Linked DNA regions of Mus musculus: all the other regions are linked to region 3. The links are chromatin contacts, called in public HiChIP or PLAC-seq maps. All regions are on one chromosome and are shown on one strand. The core of a region is the stretch at or near the end of the contact, and the rest is flanking DNA. Distances in the headings are between cores, read along the strand shown. Region 1 has its middle 61 kb from the start of Gm35615. Region 2 has its middle 39 kb from the start of Gm40661. Region 3 has its middle 27 kb from the start of Gm46401.

What was found. HiChIP or PLAC-seq counts read pairs in DNA pulled down with a chosen protein or histone mark.
Region 1: a contact with region 3 is called in an H3K4me3 HiChIP or PLAC-seq map of bone marrow-derived macrophages, with 4 times the contacts expected there. The contact joins two enhancer-like sites. A contact is called at or near these places in 4 of 484 Hi-C or Micro-C datasets (the BV-2 cell line, the G1E-ER4 cell line, bone marrow-derived macrophages and 1 more) and 3 of 115 datasets of contacts at active chromatin or transcription factors (CD8 T cells, bone marrow-derived macrophages and pancreatic cancer cells).
Region 2: a contact with region 3 is called in an H3K4me3 HiChIP or PLAC-seq map of bone marrow-derived macrophages, with 5 times the contacts expected there. The contact joins two enhancer-like sites. A contact is called at or near these places in 1 of 484 Hi-C or Micro-C datasets (LSK cells) and 4 of 115 datasets of contacts at active chromatin or transcription factors (bone marrow-derived macrophages, effector CD8 T cells, embryonic stem cells and 1 more).

What each region holds. Positions count from the first base shown.
Region 1 is chr13:6,227,141-6,229,840 of GRCm38.p6, forward strand. No RefSeq gene overlaps it. Among named protein-coding and RNA genes, the nearest start is that of Gm35615, 61 kb to the right of the region's middle. Within about 2 kb of position 1,356, at least 4 of the 459 cell types and tissues checked have an H3K27ac peak or open chromatin away from gene starts, as enhancers often do. A contact at or near this core is called in bone marrow-derived macrophages, where this site is marked.
Region 2 is chr13:5,591,242-5,593,941 of GRCm38.p6, forward strand. No RefSeq gene overlaps it. Among named protein-coding and RNA genes, the nearest start is that of Gm40661, 39 kb to the left of the region's middle. Within about 2 kb of position 1,405, at least 74 of the 459 cell types and tissues checked have an H3K27ac peak or open chromatin away from gene starts, as enhancers often do. A contact at or near this core is called in bone marrow-derived macrophages and microglia, where this site is marked.
Region 3 is chr13:5,887,502-5,890,201 of GRCm38.p6, forward strand. No RefSeq gene overlaps it. Among named protein-coding and RNA genes, the nearest start is that of Gm46401, 27 kb to the right of the region's middle. Within about 2 kb of position 1,435, at least 111 of the 459 cell types and tissues checked have an H3K27ac peak or open chromatin away from gene starts, as enhancers often do. A contact at or near this core is called in bone marrow-derived macrophages and microglia, where this site is marked.

The DNA.
Region 1 (2,700 bases), core at 106-2,605, 340 kb after region 3:
ACCGTATGGCAAGAAAGGGCACTGTGTGACCTCAGGGCTTCTCTCTTCCTATTATTAATGCATTCATCACACTGTAAAAGCTCTACCCTCATGATTTCTCACAAACCTTAATTGCCTTCCATAGACCCCTCATCTATATATTCCATACTTATAAATTTGGGGATTAAGTCAACACACATGTGCATGCACACACATACACAGTTTGACACAGTATACACTGAAAGTAATACGGATTCTAAATGCTAAGGGCTAACACACTATGTCCATACATTCTGTATAAGAAACTAGCAGCTAGAATGGACTAACGCTAATTATATGGTTGCATATATACAGATGTAACATGGTTTCATTGTCTGGGATATCTCTATTATCTTGAATGGTCATCAAATCAGTATGAACTTTGGCATTTATTTATAAGTTATGTTCTTTAATCTTTAAAACTTAAATGTCCCCTAAAGGATCATGTTTTGAAGGCTTGGCTGCCAGACCTTTAATGCTACTAAAAAATGTTATAGAATTTAGAGGGAGTACATAGTGAAGAAGACAAGTAGAAGCAAAACTTTGTAAGGAATATTACATTGTGGAATCACAGTTTTCTAAGTCTCTTTATCTTTCCATCTCGATCTTCTGTTCTCCCTGCTCCATCCTTGCCAGCCACCTTAAGGTAAATACATTCCTATGGTACCATGATGGTCTCAACCTATCATGATCTCTCAAATCATAAGCCTAAGTCAATGTCTTCTTTGGAAATTGATTAACTCGAGTATGATGTCACAGTGATGAGAAAATAAAAACATGATTTACTTTTCAAATCTGAAAGAAGCTGATGGTTAGGCAAATTGGCACACATACATAGCTAGAGATACTCAGGATCTGAGACAGGAGGATCACTTGAACCCATAAGCTGAAAGTCAACCCAGGTAGCAGACACAGGCTCTGTTTTAAAAACACAAAATTACAACTGTTTTAAAATTTTTGATAATTGTAGAGCCAACTTTACAAAGGAGAGATAGCTAATGAGGAAGCCTGGTGTCTGTTTTCATGAACAGCATTCCTGACAGATTATATGGAGTTCATCATGATACAAATGATATTTGTACAGTTCCTAAACATTCAAATTAGTCTATCATTTTGAATCCCTCAGAGACCATGCTGTGGCAGGTAAGCTGGTCAATCACTTTCCTTCTTTATCAGTGATTCAGCTTTAATGGACATTGATGGACAATTGAAAGTCACTGTAGCCAAGAATGACTCTCTATCAGATCTCTGATGTACAAAAGAGAACCATCATAGATGTTGCACCAAGTATGAAGCAATCTATTTAACGCATTTCAGTGTCAAGAAGGAAAAGTGGCAGTAAGCTACTGCCTGCAATCTTACTAGAAAAGGGGAAGTTTTCAAATGCAAGCAGAAACAGGGGCTTCCATGCTGGAAAAGACCCAAGTTCAGTTCTTAGCATCCACATTGACCAATATGCCCATAATAGCATATTACTCTAGCTCCAGAGTATTCAATGCCTAGTTCTAGAGAATAGAAGCATTGCACTCACACAGATGGCCCTATACACGGCATACATATATACATATACTGTAAAACCAATAAAAATAAATATTAAAAAATAAGAAACTTGAAGCCGGGTGTGGTGGCACATGCCTTTAAGCACCTGGGAGACAGAAGCAGGCAAATTTCTGAGTTCCAGGCTAGCCTGGTCTACAGAGTGAGTTCCAGAACAGCCAGGGCTACACAGAGAAAGCCTGTCTTGAAAAAACAAACAAACAAAGAAACAAACAAAAGAAACTTGAAATATAATTTGTGTTTGATGGAATCCTATCACTGCCTAGTTTTAAAAAACATAACAAAACAAAACAAAACAACAACAACAACAACAACAACAAAACAGATTTTACAGAAAGGGACACTACCTTCCAGAGAAGTTCATCTATGTGCACTAAATCTATGTGCACTAAACTGAGAAAGTCACATTCTTTCTCTAAAAAAAAAAAAATCCTAAAACAGATGATTAATATAGCCAAGGACTGAGTAGATTAATTAATTTGGCTAATTTGAAATAATATGGCACTTTGACAGCATAATTTAGTCTCAGCTCAGTGATGAAAAATGGACTTTAAGAGATTCTTCCTCAAATGTTTCAGTCTTGCAATCATTTTAATTTCATGTTGACCTAATTAGTAATTCTAATCACAGGGAGGAGAATAGGAAAAAAAAAAAACTTCTCAGTTCATGGTCAATAATTTTCCCTGTGTGGACATTAGCACTCTCCCGCTTCTCACCAAGGGTCTGGATGCCTTCCATTTGATAATGGATGATAATGGATGGATGGGCTTTTTACACAGCTGGGCAGACTCTGGGGAGACAGTGGTCCTGGGGATGCAAAGTGTGTGAGAGTCGAACATGGTGCTTGGAATCCTACAGCGCTTCTTTCTTCGTCTCCAGAATTACTTTTTTTCCTGAGAGCAGGCAACTCTAGTAGTCTAAAAATGGCTAAAAAGGAATGGATCAAAACTTTCCTCCTTGAAAGGGGCCACTCACACGTCTCAAAAATTTCAATCCAGGATTGTTCCAGTCTAAAGAAAATGCAGGGTCCGAAGAGAAATGGAGCAGAGACTTGGGATCCATCCCATCCACAGAACCAAACCCCAACGCTCTTGCTGATGCCAAGGACCGCTTGCAGACAAGAGC
Region 2 (2,700 bases), core at 155-2,654, 300 kb before region 3:
CTGTGAGGTGGTGGACATTTTTGTGAATTACCCAGACTGTGGTGTTTGCCATGGCAGCATCAACAGCTATAAAATCTGTTGTGAGCTGGTCCCCACCATGACCTCTCTGCTCTGCTGATGTGAAGGCTTTCATTACTCTGGGTCTGATTTTAAAAAAGTATAAGTTTCACAAACCTTGCACAGCTGAGGGAATACGCCCAGATGTTGGAAGTCGGATTTCTTCTTCCAGCATTTGGAAAAGCAAGAGGCTCAGGAAGGGGCAATAACAAAAAGAAACTGAGCCAGAGACTGGGTTAGTCAGCCAGATGCTTCTGGCACAAACACATAAAAGGAAAGGAAACACAGTTTTGTTTTTTGGAAAAAAAAAAAGAAAGAAAGAAAAGGAAAGGAAAGGAAAGGAAAGGAAAGGAAAGAAAAGAAAAGAAAAGAAAAGAAAAGAAAAGAAAAGAAAAGAAAAGAAAAGAAAAAGAAAAGAGTGATGTCTCCCTATAGTACTATAATCTGGTAAAACAAGGGACTTATCAGCTAGTCTTCTTTCAAACAGAGAAGAAGAACTTGACACCCATTTATATATCAACACAAAAACCTTTCCTTTCCTTCTTTATGTTATTTTATTGTTTGCCAGACTGATTCACAGACCTGGATTTTCAGTCACAATTGCACCCTCCTTCCATCCTCCCTCTCCTGCTTGAGGGAACAAGGGCCTCCTTTGACTGTTTGTCAGTTTCTTCAGGGACTCTGAATAATGAGAGTGTTTCTGCCTGGGTAAGGGGAGGAGCTTATTTACTACAATAAGAATGATTTGTCACCGGCTATGCCACTCATGAAAATAATACTCCTTCCTCCAATGACTGTTAACTGTCAAGAGTTCCCCACGAAGAATGGGAAGAAGCAAATACCTTGGGGATGTGTATGCTGACAGGTTTATCTTTCTGAGTGGAATATGAGCTATCCTCTTCTGATGGAGCATGGCTTTCACTTTCAAAATGCTGATAATCAACCCTCCAAAGTGATAATCAAAGAATAAAATTTTTTATTTGTGCCTCCTTTCCTAAGGAATTGAAACAATAGGCTGGTTTTTCTTTCAATGTTTTCTGAACTTTCCATGTTTCCCTATTTCCTTGAAAACCAGAGGCTCAGAGTGATAAGACTGAACCAGGAAACAATTTGAATTACTCACCATTAAGAGTGCCCCTATGGCCAGTGACCGATGAATTCTATAATGTTACATCTTTCCTTCGAGTGTATTTATTATTTTTGCATGATTTCCTTGAGTTCATGAAATACTAGTGAAACAGTGTGACCTCATCAGCAGATATAAACTTGTTGATGTCCACGAAATGCTGATTAGCTGCTACTGCTTTGGGTACTTCCTGCTGATGAATGAAGAGAGCCAGAAATAGACCTTCTTGGCAACTGGCAATGTGTCTGAACACATGCAATCGCTTCCTTCCACTGCAGAAAAGGAAATGTCTAGAAGAGTTGCTACAGAGAGATAAGGTGTTCTGAGGCTTTGTGGGAGAAGAAGACGGATCTGAATGGATGAAAAAAATAATGAGTAGAATCAACATGACCCAAGACTAATGAGCCCTGACAAATAGCTCTCCACAGGGCAATACACAACAAGATTCCACAGCTGGGTTGTACAAAGGCATGATTCTGCATGCACATAATCTTCTGTCCTATCATTGCCTTTTCCATTGTTGGTAATTCACCAGTTCTTTATTCAGAAACTACTGTGGGCCTTCATTTAGAGAGCTGTGACAGCACAGCAGACAGACAGAAATCTCTACCATTAGCATGCTAAGTTAGTGTAGTTTTAGGAAATAATACCTTGTTTCTGAATTTGAGAGTTTAAACTCTCAGTTTAAAAAACTACGATTTGAACTGTGGTTTGAATTTATAATAAATCTGGTCAATATGAGAATATGCACTTAAGTAGTAGCATAGGTACCTTTACAAGAGACAATTGAACATTATTCTACTCTATGGTCAAACTTGATTTCCTCAGACTTGTTGAGAACTCCAAGTAGAGAGCATTTTTTTTTCTGCACAGTGTATGTAGCAAATGAAATTACTGGAAATGTTGGAGCCACATTGTTATTGATATGCAGTCAAAGATGATCATGGAGTTATGTAAACCTGTGATAAACTGAGACTGGGAGTTAAGTTCTTGCTCGGGCTATACGTGAATCTATTTTTTTATTAGATATTTTCCTTATTTACATTTCAAATGTTATCCCCTTTCCTAGTTTCCCCTCCAAAAGCCCCCTATCCTCATCCCCCTCCCCCTGCTCACCAACCCACCAACTCCTGCTTCCTGGCCCTGGCATTCCCCTATACTTGGGCATAGAACCTTCACAAGACCAAGGCCCTTTTTTCCCATTGATGACAGACTAGACCATCCTCTGCTATATATGTAGCTAGAGCCATGAGTTCCACCATGTGTTTTCTTTAATTGGTAGTTTAGTCCCAGGGAGCTCTGGAGATACTAGTTAATTCATATTGTTGTTCCTTTTATGGGGCTTCAAACCCCTTCAGCTCCTTGCATACTTTCTCTAGCTCCTTCATTGGGTTCCCTGTGCTCTGTCCAATGGATGGCTGTGAGGATCCACTTCTGTATTAGGCACTGACATAGCCTCTCAGGAGACAGTTATATCAGACTCCTGTCAACAAGCTCTTGTTGGCATCCACAATACT
Region 3 (2,700 bases), core at 185-2,684:
ATTGTTCTAGAGGAAATCAAAGAATTATTCAGGGAAAAAGAATGCTCTGGGTGGTAGTAACTAGACAGAGTGAAACATTACTAGAAAGTGTCGCTCACTGTCCTCCTGCTGCAGGGTCTGTTTAGTGTGTTGGAATCTTGAGCCCCGTGAGTGACAAGCATGGAAGTGACAACTCTTTCACATCGGTTCTGCAGATGAGCATCAGGGAGATTAATTTATTCCTGGAATAATTTGTTTGAGAGGTGGTTTGATCCTGGTGTTCGCTGCTCTTGCCAATGTGATTTTTATCTCGTACTTAATTCAACTATGGAGCTGTTACGGTTTTTATTTCCCAGAGAGTTTGGGACTTGCTCAAACATTCTCAGGCCTCAATCCAGCCTATTGCTCTGCCTGTTTCTGCTAAGACAAGTACAAGCTTGCCTTCCAATGACCTCCAATCAAAACCAATCAAATCTGCAAAGTTAATTGTAGTATTGCCTAAGCACTCAGAAGCCCAATAAATAATGAATGCTTATTAAACCATATTGACATGATAAATATTTTTACACGGTGTGTTTATTCAAGAGGTCTTGAAGAAAAAAAAAAAAACAGTCTCTTAGAGAACGACATTGTTTTTCTACCACCTGAGTGGAGCGAAAGCTGTGATTAAGGATCTATAAGTTTTATTTGCAGACTTTCAGTTCTGCCCTAACTTGGTTGAAACCATGGGTTCCGTCTTTCATTTCCTGAAACAAGTTTATTGCTGAGTCCAGCCTCTGGGCATTTGTATACAGCCCTGATGACCAACCGCTGCTCTAAGACCATCAAGGTCCCCCCAGTGTCTTCCATCAGGGGCATTTGGGGGGCAACCATGTCTTGATGGAGGTCTTCAGTTCGTTAGGGAGCTCTTGTGGAGGGAGGAGGGAGGGCTGTGTTAGTGGTGTGTGCAGTCTCTCCCACACCCTCACGCATAACCAGAGGTCTGAGAGCAAATGAGGAAGGAGTAAATGCAAGAGGTTGTCATTTCAGTTGTACATGGATCTGTGGCTGAACCACGAACTGACCAAGAAAGGCTCAGGAGAAGTGGAAAGTCATCAGATGTTTCCAGTTCAGATGAAACGCTGGAGGCAAAGGAAACTAAAAGAAATAGGGAGAGAGGGGCGGGGGAGATGGAAAGAAGAAAGGAAGAAGAAGGAAGGAGGGAAAGAGGAAGAAACTGAAGAAGAAGGAAAGAAGGAAGGAGGGAGGGAGGAAGGGAGGAAGAGGGAATGAGGAAGGAAGGATGAAGGGAGGAAGTGGGGAGGAAGAAAGGAAAAAAGGAAAGGCAGAAGGAAACGAAATGGGGAGTATGCATCTCTGCTCCTTTGAAAGAAGAGATTGCCCTTCACTGGCCTCAGGTTGTCTAACTCATAGGGCCAAATAAGTGGTTTGAAAAAGCAATACTGGCTTGAGCCCCAAACTGTGTTTGGGGAAGTGTGATGTTCACTCAGAATGAAGATGTTGAAGGAGACCAACTTCTCTTTCTCCTCTGCAGTTTGTGTCATCAGTTTCCAAGGATCTTTACCAGAACCACAGATCATTTGATCATATCCAACTAGACATTCAGAACTGTCTGGATCATATTTAGAAATCAAAAATGTAAAAAATCTTTTTAAAAAATTTGCTCAATTGAGCAAACGTGGAGAGTAACCAAGAATGCAGTGTCTCTGATCAAATAGCCTTTGATGCTGTAACCTGAAACTGGTCTGTTGCTGCATCTTGAGGTCTAGGTCTCCTCCCAAGAAAAGTGCCTGCTAGAAAACGGGAAGAGGCAGGAAGTGCTCCTGCACTCATTCTTGTATGTCTTCAGATGCGTGGAACGTGATATATACAAACTCCTTAGCTCCAGAAACACTGGAGAGCTTGGGGCAACGTGAAGGCAGGGAGAACTTTCTATATATTTCTAAATCAGACCTGAACCTAAACTTCCTGTCACTAGGAGCCAGCTCAAGTACCATGACCATAATTCAACATTTCATTTTCGAATGCTTTCCTTAGTCAGTGGACTTTCACTACTCTCCCTTTATCCTCTAGTATCTCTTAGTCCTACATTTCCCTGTCAAGAGTCTCTCCTATATTCTTCTATATGCAGGCTCTAAAGCCTACAGATTCAAATAGCCTTTAGTCCACTTGGCCACTCTTTTGAAACTATCCATTTAGCTCTGTCATGGGAGGGTTATGAGAGAAAACTTTGGCATAGCGTTTACTCTTGTGCAACTAATATGCAGACGTTGTTTTGTGCTGGACTCAGTAGGTAGAGTGCTGACATAGCAGACCACAGGCTCGGGATTGAATCTCTAGTACCACCTTAAACCAAGGTCATGTTCACCAGCCTGTAGACCCAGGACTCCAAGGAAGAAAGCAAGAAAATTAAAGAGTTCCAGGTCACCACAATCCTCAGCCCCACGTCACCCAGTTCGTGGGCAACCTGAGCTATCAGAGATCTTCTCTCTAAACAACAATGACTTTGCTAAATAAGCTATTTTCTATGCTCCCTCTCCCCCTCTGTTTTCTTTTCTTCCCTACATCTCTTCAATGTTTGCATCTTTCCATCTCACTTACTTCCCTTATATATTAGAAACTTCAGATTGCTCGAATATGACACCCTATTTTGAACTGCCATCTGAGGAAGGATGGCACACACAGGCTGCTATGAGAGGTCTGTTGAGTCATTTTGTTCTC